2 separate regions of the Mus musculus genome follow, and region 1 is linked to region 2. The links are chromatin contacts, called in public promoter capture Hi-C maps. All regions are on one chromosome and are shown on one strand. The core of a region is the stretch at or near the end of the contact, and the rest is flanking DNA. Distances in the headings are between cores, read along the strand shown.

Region 1 (4,606 bases), core at 1,668-4,167, 830 kb before region 2:
AAATCCCAGCACAGGGGTTCCTTCCCGCCTTTGACCATTTATGTTCCCAAATAAAACACACACACAGCCTTTATATATTTTTTTAAAGATTTATTTTATTTTTGAGTACACCATAGCTGTCTTCAGACACATTAGAAGAGGACATCAGATCCCATTACAGATGGTTGTGAGTAACCATGTGGTTGCTGGGAATTGAACTCAGGACCTTTGGAAGAACAATCAGTGCTCTTAACCGCTGAGCCATCTCTCCAGCCCGCCTTTATATTTTTAATATGCTTCACCCACCACACTGTCTGAGCAACTGCCTACCTTCCACGCTGTTAGAATCCACTTTCTACCCATAACCACATTACTACTATGTTTCATCTGGGCTGCTACTAGCTCCAATTGGCCAGCCCACATGGCTGCTTTATGGCTCAGCTAACCCATGGTATCTTCCTCCCTTCCTGCTCCTCCTCGCGGTCTCTAGCCTAGGAAACCTAAGTCCCGCCTACCTCTCTTCTCCCCAGCTATTGGCTGCAGGCATCTGGGTCTATGTGCTGACTCCATTTAGCCAGCACTTAGTATGAGAATAGAGGCAGCCTTAGGCCAACCCACTGTGCGTGTGTTCTGGCATGGGTGGGTGTTCAAACTCAGGTTGCCAGCCATGCAGGGTAAGCACTTTACCCACTATCTCACTGGCCCCTTCTTCATTTTCTTTGAGAGAAGGTTTATGTCTAGGCTGGCCTCAAACTTGCTATGTGGCCAAAAACGACCTTGAGTTCCTCATCCACTCTCTTATGTTATGGGGTACAGGTATGCAATACCTTACCTGGCTGGGACCCCTTATTCATTCACTCAGCATACTTATTACATGCCTGATACTGTTATGTGCTACTGGACACACAGTGGTAAATGAAATGTCTTATTACTTTCCTAATGCCACGATTACACACACAAAGTCCCAAAGTCTTCTACATTCCCCCAAAACTAGTGTGGTCAGGTCTGTCACAGAAATACCCTTCCCCTAGTACCAACTTCGGTCTTAGTTTTGTAAGGATGCCATTACCAAGGCAACTTATGAAGCAAGAGTTTACCTGATACGGCCTTGTTGAAGGAAGTATGTCACTGTGTAGGCGGGCTTTGAAATCTTCTAGGGTTCAAAGTTCTGCCCAGTGTGGAAGAGAGTCTCCTCCTGACTCTCTTCGGGATCAAGCTGTAGAACTTTCAGCTCCTCCAGCACCATGCCTGCCTAAAGGCTGCCATACTTCCTACCATGATGATAATGGTCTAAACCTTTGAAACTGTAAGCCAGCCCCAAATAAATGTTTCCTTTTATTACAGTTACCTTGGTCGTGGTGTCTCTTCATAGAAATGATAACTCTAAGACAGTTAGCATCCATGATCCATCATGGCAGGGAGCATAGCAATAGTCAGGCAAGCATGAAGTTGTAGCAATAGCTGAAAACTTACATTTTGGTCCACAAGCAGGCAGTGGAGAGCGCTGAGAATGGCACGGGCTTTTGAAACCTCAAAGCCTACTACCCCTAGTGACACACCTCCAGCAAGGCCATTTTCTAATCCTTCCCAGATTTCCACCAACTGGGGACCAAACATTTAAGTAGATGAGCCTATGGGGCCGTTTTTATTCAAACCACCACAGGTTATTTCCACAAAGCGCTTAACATCTAGTAGAATATGCAAGGGTTAGAGATATTTGGAACCTGCAAGATGGGTACAAGTATGATGGAAAGGGAATCGACCAGTCAAGAACGTACGAAACCCACATTTTATGGCTAATTAAAAATGTTTAAGAATGTACAAACAGAAGAGATGCTTAGAGACCTCAACAGACCCAGTGGGCATTTTCTCCAGGCTCCGCCCCACAGTTACCTGGCAACAGCCAGGTGTCTGACTCATGGTAAAAGGGGCTGATTGCCCCTCCTCTTTCTCTTGCTCTCTTGCCCTTGCTCCTTAACCTTTCTCCATTCCCCTCCCCCCTCCACGTGCTCATGGCCGGCCTCTACTCCTCTTCTCTCTCTGCCTTTACTCGCTCAACTCCGCTCCCATACCCTGAAGAAACTCTATTCTCTACTATACCTTTGTGTGGCTGGTCCCTCAAGGGGAAGGGATGCCTCAGCATGGGCCCGCGGAGCGGAGGCACCCCCTTCCCCAACACCTGACTACACATCCACCAAACATATTCTCCTTATTTTTATAAAACACAACAGACCCCAAATTAAATTTTTGTGTAGGTCACGGTTTTTGGAGCTTGGATTTTAGTGGAGGTTCTAAGTCCAATACAAATTATTAAAGAATCTTACGTGTCACTTTTGCTGTTGAATGGTGGATAAGAGAGGCATAAAATAGGATACAGGACACATTATCAGGAAGATAAATTGGTTTTTTAAAAAATGAGAGAATGATTTGGGACAGGAGAGATGGACTGTCAAGTAAAAACCCCTGGTGCACAAGTCTGGCGAACTCCCCAGAGACCTCCATAAAAAGTTATGGTCGCATACACCTGGAATCCCAACAGAGACAAGAGAATTGCCACAAAATTCCCTCAGAGGCCAGCGATCCTGGAGTCCTCAGAGGAACTTCTTACTCCACAGTGGTACTTGTCCCGATAGATCAGAAAACTGATCCGCACGACGTTAAGAAGCCACATGCTCTAAAAAGTCACTTTCTCCCAGGCCTAACACGCCGCGGGCGAGACTTGGGATGGAGCCGCGCCCATCCGCACCGCTCGGAGGCACTTCGGCGTCCCTGGCTCGCACCTACCTTCCTCCCCCACAGTTCTCTCGCCCAGGGTCGGGGGCGCGATGCCCTCGCAGCCTGCTGCCATGGTTATCGCGCCGAGGATGGAGAGAGCGCCAGGTGAGAGGGCTCACCGGGATCTGCGGCTTCCACACAGGAAGGATCCTCCGCCTCTGCCGGAACCGGCGCCGCCGCGGTCACGTGACGGCGCTGGGCGTGGCCACGCCGGTTTGTTTTGCTCTTTGGAAGCTGAAAGGCGGCGAGCACGTGGGCTGGGCTGTGGCTCCTTTCTTCCACCCTTAGCGTCTGCTGTTTCTCTTCCTTCTCTAGTCGGATCCTCCATCTTCGCCTTGGCTTTCTCTCAGTCGGACTCGCGATTTAGGAGACCCCGGGGCTGGCGTGCCTACTCTTCCACCTTGTTGGTTCCCTTGGCATCAGTGCCATTCCAGCTGGTTTTCGTGACTGCCTGGGAATACGAACCCCTTGAAGGCGTTCCCTGTGACTCATTTGCTGAGCCAGATATGTCAGCAAATGACTAGTTTTCAAGGACACAGGCAGCTGTCAGAGTTCTGGATTTGTGCATTTGAACAAATGAATGTCTATGTCTATGTGGTCAAGAGATGCACAATCTCCAGCTTTTGCCGTTTATTTAGTCTGGCTAACATACCAAGAGAGAGATCTAGGTCACTGTCTTCCAACTTTAACACAATCCATATTATTTACCCGTTTGCATGACAAACAAAATGGGTAGAAAAAACTCTTTATATGTATGAAGGAAAATTGGCTAGTTTATAATCTCACTGGATGCGTAAGACACATACAAAACCAAATGGTCTTCATGAAACAATACCCTGAGACCTTCCTAAACTTCAGTATCCTGCCGTCTATAATTTCTGCAGTTAGAAACCCAATAAAAACAAAAGTAAGCCTAATATAGACCCAAGCATTGGGATAAGTGACCCGAGGTCAGCGAGTTGTTTATTAGGCACGTGATGTAAACTTGGGCACTTCCTCCAAGCAACCCGCGAGTGACTGACTCAGCCTACTTCGCTCCAGTCTCCCAGCCGGCCGCGATCTTCTACCCTTTCCACTCGTAGGGTCCCGGGCTTCTCCCCGGGGCATTCCTGGGTTCCCAGCGAGCAGGGTGGACCCCGCCTCGCCTCCTCCCCTCGGGCTCGGGCGGCGCAGGCGCAGCAGACGCGCCCGGGAGGCCGAGGACTAGAGCAGCTCCGGCTCCGGCTCCCGCTCCACCCGCCCAGTCAGCTCCCGGCTGGTCTGCGGCCACCGGGACGCGTCGGGCAGGGCCGGCGGGCGGCGTCGCCATGGGCTCGGGTTGGAGCAGCGAGGAGGAGGAGCGGCAGCCGCTGCTGGGGCCGGGGCTCGGGCCTGCGCCGGGGGCTGCGCGCAGGGGCCGGGAGGCGACGGCCGTGCTGCCTGCGGCGGGCCCGAACCCCGGGAGGGTGTACGGGCGCCGCTGGCTGGTGCTGCTGCTCTTCTCGCTCCTCGCGTTCGCCCAGGGCCTGGTCTGGAACACCTGGGGCCCCATCCAGAACTCGGCGCGCCAGGCCTATGGCTTCTCCGGATGGGACATCGCGCTCCTGGTCCTCTGGGGGCCCATAGGCTTCCTGCCCTGCTTCGCGTTCATGTGGCTGCTGGACAAGAGAGGTAAGGGGTCCGGGACGCCTGCGGGCGTGTCCCTTCTCTGGGAGTTGGCGCCTGCCAGGATCCGGGCCTGCCTGTGTCTCCCTGGGCTTGGTCTAGGGGTTGTGTGAGGTGACCCAGTGTAGCTGGCATCCCATTCCTTACTCGGGAACCCTCTGTCCCCAAAGCGACAAATACGGAGGATGCTTTCCAAGTATTGATGTTT
Region 2 (4,771 bases), core at 1,022-3,521:
CAGAAAAAAAGTGAATGGGTGTATAATTGGAATATGAGAGAGAAGAGGATTTTCACATTGTACTTGGCATGTATGTTTTAAGATGCTCAGATGAGAATAATGCACATGTAACTTAAGCAATTACTGAACAATAAATTATCCTCAAAGGATAAAGAACAGAGGACACAGGCCTCAGACATCTCCTTCCCTTCCTGGCCCCGGGCAGCCGCCTTGTCAAAAGGCTCCAAGGACAAGTTTTGGTGGCGTCTCTCAGGCCTCTGAGGTGCAGGTTTCTAAAAGGCAAGAATGTCTGTGGAAGGGCAACCAGTGTCATAAGCTAATGCAGTGTGACACCAGGCTTAGGGCGGTGAGGACTGAGCGGACCAGCCAGCATAGGGAGGCAAAGTGGCCACGAGGGTGCATGGGGTGAGATGTCCATCTCTGGACCACAGAGGAGTGATATTTCCCTTGCGTACAGGTGGGTGGAGTTACTACCCCAGCACCGTGGGGTGCTGTGTGTTTTCTGGAGTGGGGTGCTGTGTGTTTCCTGGAGTGGGGTGCTGTGTGTTTCCTGGAGTGGGGTGCTGTGTGTTTCCTGGAGTGGGGTGCTGTGTGTTTTCTGGAGTGGGGTGCTGTGTGTTTCCTGGAGTGGGGTGCTGTGTGTTTCCTGGAGAGTTCAAACACTTCCTGCCAGCCCCGCTCCCCCTGATTAAGACTGTCTGGAGTAAGGTGACTCTGCCACGCTTCACAGGGGCAGCAAGCAAATCCTCTTCTGCTCTCAACCTCTTCTTGCTATCCAAGCAAGGAAAGCAAGGCCAGTTCCCTCTAGAAGGCTGATGTTTAGCGTGGCCACACACTGGGATGATCTAGAAATATAAACAAAACCACGGAAATCCAGCTGCCACCCTTGAGTTTCTGTTTAATTGGTCTGGGGGCAGCCTGGGCGGGGTGGTTTCCATGTTCTCCAGGTGAATCTAATCCCCAGCTATAGCTGCCAGTAGGATGAGGACAACTTGGCTGGGGTTTTCCAAGGACTCTGCTCTGCGGGGCAAAGTGCCCAGAGCTGGTCTGCTTTGTCTCCCAGCCTCATGGCACTTGTTTTTCTCCCACAGTTCTGCTCTGACCCTGCCTCACCTTCCTTGGGACCGCACAGACCTAAAGGATGTTCCAGACCTGAAGACGGGAGGTGGCTGGACCTCTGTCCCTGTCAGGTGAGCAGCCTCATCACTGAGCAAGTCACAACATCTCCCCTCTCATGGTCTCCCATAGGTAGCACAGCAAGGCCCAGGCAACAGTTCTGGAGAGTAACACTACTAACTCACTCCTCCTGGGTCCCTACGGCTGTGCCTGGGCTCTTAACAGCTTATTAAAGTCTGCTCTGAGCAGTCGTGGCTCCTTTGCTGTCTGAGTGGGTCTCACTTTGTGTAAACATCTAGGAGAAATTATAAATCCACTTTGGCTACCCCTCCATGAAGGCTGAGGACTTCTGACCTCAGGCTGATGAGCTGTGTTCCAAGAGTTCAGCACCAGCAAGGCAAAAGCACTGCTTTTACAAAGAAAAGAATAAAGCAGCCATAAACCACTGTCTGATAACTAAAGGGAAGCGCTCTTCCGAACAGTGAGACCCATCACTGTCCTCCACTAGCAGAAGCGAGAGCTTCTCTTCTGATGTTGATGTTGTTGTTTAGTTGGTTTTTCTTAATCTTACTTTTTTTGAGTCTCACTCTGAATCTCAGATTAGCGTAGAACTCACTATGTAGCCGAGGCTGGCCTCCCCTTAGCTTCTCAAATATTGGGATTGCAAGCGTGCCTCACGCCTGGCTTTCTGTTAAAAAAAGTTTATTTTAAAACTTAGAGTGTTCTGGGGATGTCCAAGCAACTCTGTGCCCTATAAAAACTGGGAATGTCAGAAAGTAGTTCGGCTAATAAAATCGCACTAGTAATTACAGCAGAAGGCAGGGCTGTATTACGGCCTTTGAGAGCTTTAGGTGTCTATCTATTATATAATTTTATTTGATAGGTATTATAGTTTGATTATGTAGGCTATATTTTATAACTGCTCCATGGAGCTCCCCAGAGCGCAGTGAGGAGCTCTGTGTGGCATAGCTGTGAGGGAGCACAGCAGAACATGGAGAGAGGTGGCAGTCAGGGTGCACAGGGGACAGCACCTGTGCATACACAATAGATGAGAGGCTCACTTGTGGGAGTCTGTGGGCACTGAGGACCTTTGGACATTCCCGATGATGTCATAAGGGCAGAGTAACAATTTAGGAAGGCTCCCTTGACAGGACAGAATCAACTTAAAGAAGAAGGACAGTCCCCACAGGGGTTTAAGTGCCAACCGAAAGTGACGTGGGAGGTGGAAAGGGCTGTGGTCAGGAAGATGAAGACCACGGGTAACATACGCAGGCTGTGGATGGGGTGAAGAGAGACTGGCAGGGGTTTGAGGAAAGGTAATTTGGCTTAGTAGTCAGGGGGACATAGGGCACTCAGGGAGATGGGCAGAAGCTTGTCCCCAAGGAGTTCAGGACAGAGCTGGTGACCAGGAAGCTGGGACTCTGCCACCACTCCTGCCTTTGTATGGTAAAGCCCAGCGCGCAGCACTTACTCTCTGTTCCTAGCACAGGGGGAAGAGAGCTCTTGGGTCTCCGGGATTTCATCTCCGGGGCCTTGGTGTTCTCACTGGTCTGAGCATCTGGAACAAAAAAAAGGAACACAAACATCAGTGAGTGGCTATCTGAGGAGCTGAGTAGGGGAGGCCCTCAGTCAGAACCCTACCTTGACCCTAGCTGGCCCACCCACCCCTACGTTCCACCCAGAGGCCCTCTGTGCCCGCCAAGTGGCGCCTGCAGTGGGCCCTTCCTCCAGGGGAGTACCAAAGAAGGAGAGCCTGCTGGATGGACCTGATAAATCAGGTGGCTAGAACAGTCGCTGGCAGGATGGATGGCCAGGCCAGGGAGCTAGTGACTGCTCCCAACTGCAGCCCCAGACACTGCCAGGACTAAGGCCACTTAGCAGGGCCTAGGCTCTCAATTCCCTTTGCCCACACTGGGCTTTGATTCTCTCCTTTAAATGTTCTACATTCCAAAGGCTCTCTGCAAAGGTAAAGGCCTCACACAGAGGGAGGAGAAGACTGGGCCCTCTGGACCTCTGGACTCATGGACTGAACGGTGTTTATGGCCTTAGATTTCTAAGGCTTGCCTTTGCACTGGGTCAGGCCTAGCCAATTGAGGGCTTCAGAGTCAGCCACTGGCATAGTCTCTCTGAGACGGAGGCTGGGACTCAGTCAGGGGCTTTTGGGGTACCTCCTCAAGGCAGGCCTATGAATTCCTGCAGTGGCCACTGCTTGATGCTGGCAGCAAGTTCCTTCTTCCATGTTACAGTAGAGCTCAGAAAATGCTGGGGGTGGGTACAATACTAGGGGGGTGGTCTCTTGTGGATAAAGGAGAATGGCACTGCAGGCTGGGTGGAACTGAACAGAAAACCCCTGAGTACCAATGAGACTGGACTTTCAACTGGGGGAGGGTCTCTTGTGGACAAAGGAGAATGGCACTGCAGGCTGGGTGGAACTGAACAGAAAACCCCTGAGTACCAATGAGACTGGACTTTCAAACGTTGTGGGAAAACCACTCAGGACTTAGATAAGAAGCTGCTGGCTGAATGACAATCACCGGGCAGTGTTTTTACTACTCTTTGGGGGAGAGGATGGAAGGCACCTCCCCCTAAGCCCCTTCCTGTCCTCATCCTTCATTTCCGCTCTGGAGGAGGAAGTTCAGAGGGAGGAGGGGATTTTCCAGCCAGGGCTCTGGCCACATTCCTGTGGCTTGGCTGAGGAAGGGCTAACAGACTGTCCTTGCTTCCAGGATGGGCAGCCTCAGCTGGTCTTGGCTAGACTGGGCTCCCTGTGAGGAGTGGTACTGCACCCATCAATGGCAGGGGTTGGAGACATGCACTTTACCCGCTTCCCTGGTTACACTTATTCTAGATGACATCTGTGCTCTGTCCACAGGGCCCCTTCTACTTAAGTCTTATTTTTGAAGCTTGTCACCAGCTAGGCTTCCTCCAGGATATCCCTGTACTCTTTATGAGCTGGGTAATCCATGGACAGAGACTGCTGTGGGCACAGCTGGCTCAGCTGGGTGGCAGCTGAGGAATATTAAGGTCAATTCCCTGTTGAAGATGACCCAAAGCCACACACACACACACACACACACAGATACACGCACACACACACACACAGATACACACACACACACAGATACACAGACACACACACACAGATACACACACACAGACACACAGACACACACACAGACACACACACGCAGATACACACACACACAGACACACACACACACACAGACACACACACAGACACACACACACACACAGACACACACACAGAGACACACACAGAGACATACACACACACACAGATACACACACACACAGACACACACACAGATACACACACACACAGATACACACACACACACACACACATACACACACAGAGGAATGATTCTGTTTGGGCTTAATGAGGACTTTCCAGCAGTATATGAAGATGGGGTGAGGGGTAAAGGAAGGGAGGCAGAAGTGATCCTTTTAAGCACCACTTGATAACCTTGATACCCTGTCCCCCATGGTGTGGCTATGCCCTACTCCCTCCATAAGAGCAAAGGTGCCCCAGAGCTTGAGTTCAGGGTTCCTGCCATGTGGCGCTGATAAGGTCTCAAGCTGCTGTTCACCCTGGGCACCAGGTTCCATGTGCACACATGGAACAGAAGGACCC

Evidence for each region. Promoter capture Hi-C pulls out the DNA fragments that hold promoters and counts their contacts.
Region 1: a contact with region 2 is called in a promoter capture Hi-C map of liver, with 3 times the contacts expected there. The contact joins the promoter of Hspbap1 here to the promoter of 1700119H24Rik in region 2. A contact is called at or near these places in 1 of 39 promoter capture datasets (liver) and 1 of 115 datasets of contacts at active chromatin or transcription factors (pancreatic cancer cells).

The regions. Positions count from the first base shown.
Region 1 is chr16:35,768,697-35,773,302 of GRCm38.p6, reverse strand. Hspbap1 (Hspb associated protein 1) reads right to left here and starts at 2,917. Exons shown (of 8, transcript NM_175111.3): 1 at 2,764-2,917. The coding sequence starts at 2,827. It overlaps Slc49a4 (solute carrier family 49 member 4), which reads left to right and starts at 3,933. Exons shown (of 9, transcript NM_153550.4): 1 at 3,933-4,404. The coding sequence starts at 4,062.
Region 2 is chr16:34,936,829-34,941,599 of GRCm38.p6, reverse strand. 1700119H24Rik (RIKEN cDNA 1700119H24 gene) reads left to right here and starts at 2,271. Exons shown (of 3, transcript NR_040536.2): 1 at 2,271-2,432. It overlaps Mylk (myosin, light polypeptide kinase), which reads right to left. Exons shown (of 32, transcript NM_139300.3): 18 at 2,588-2,674.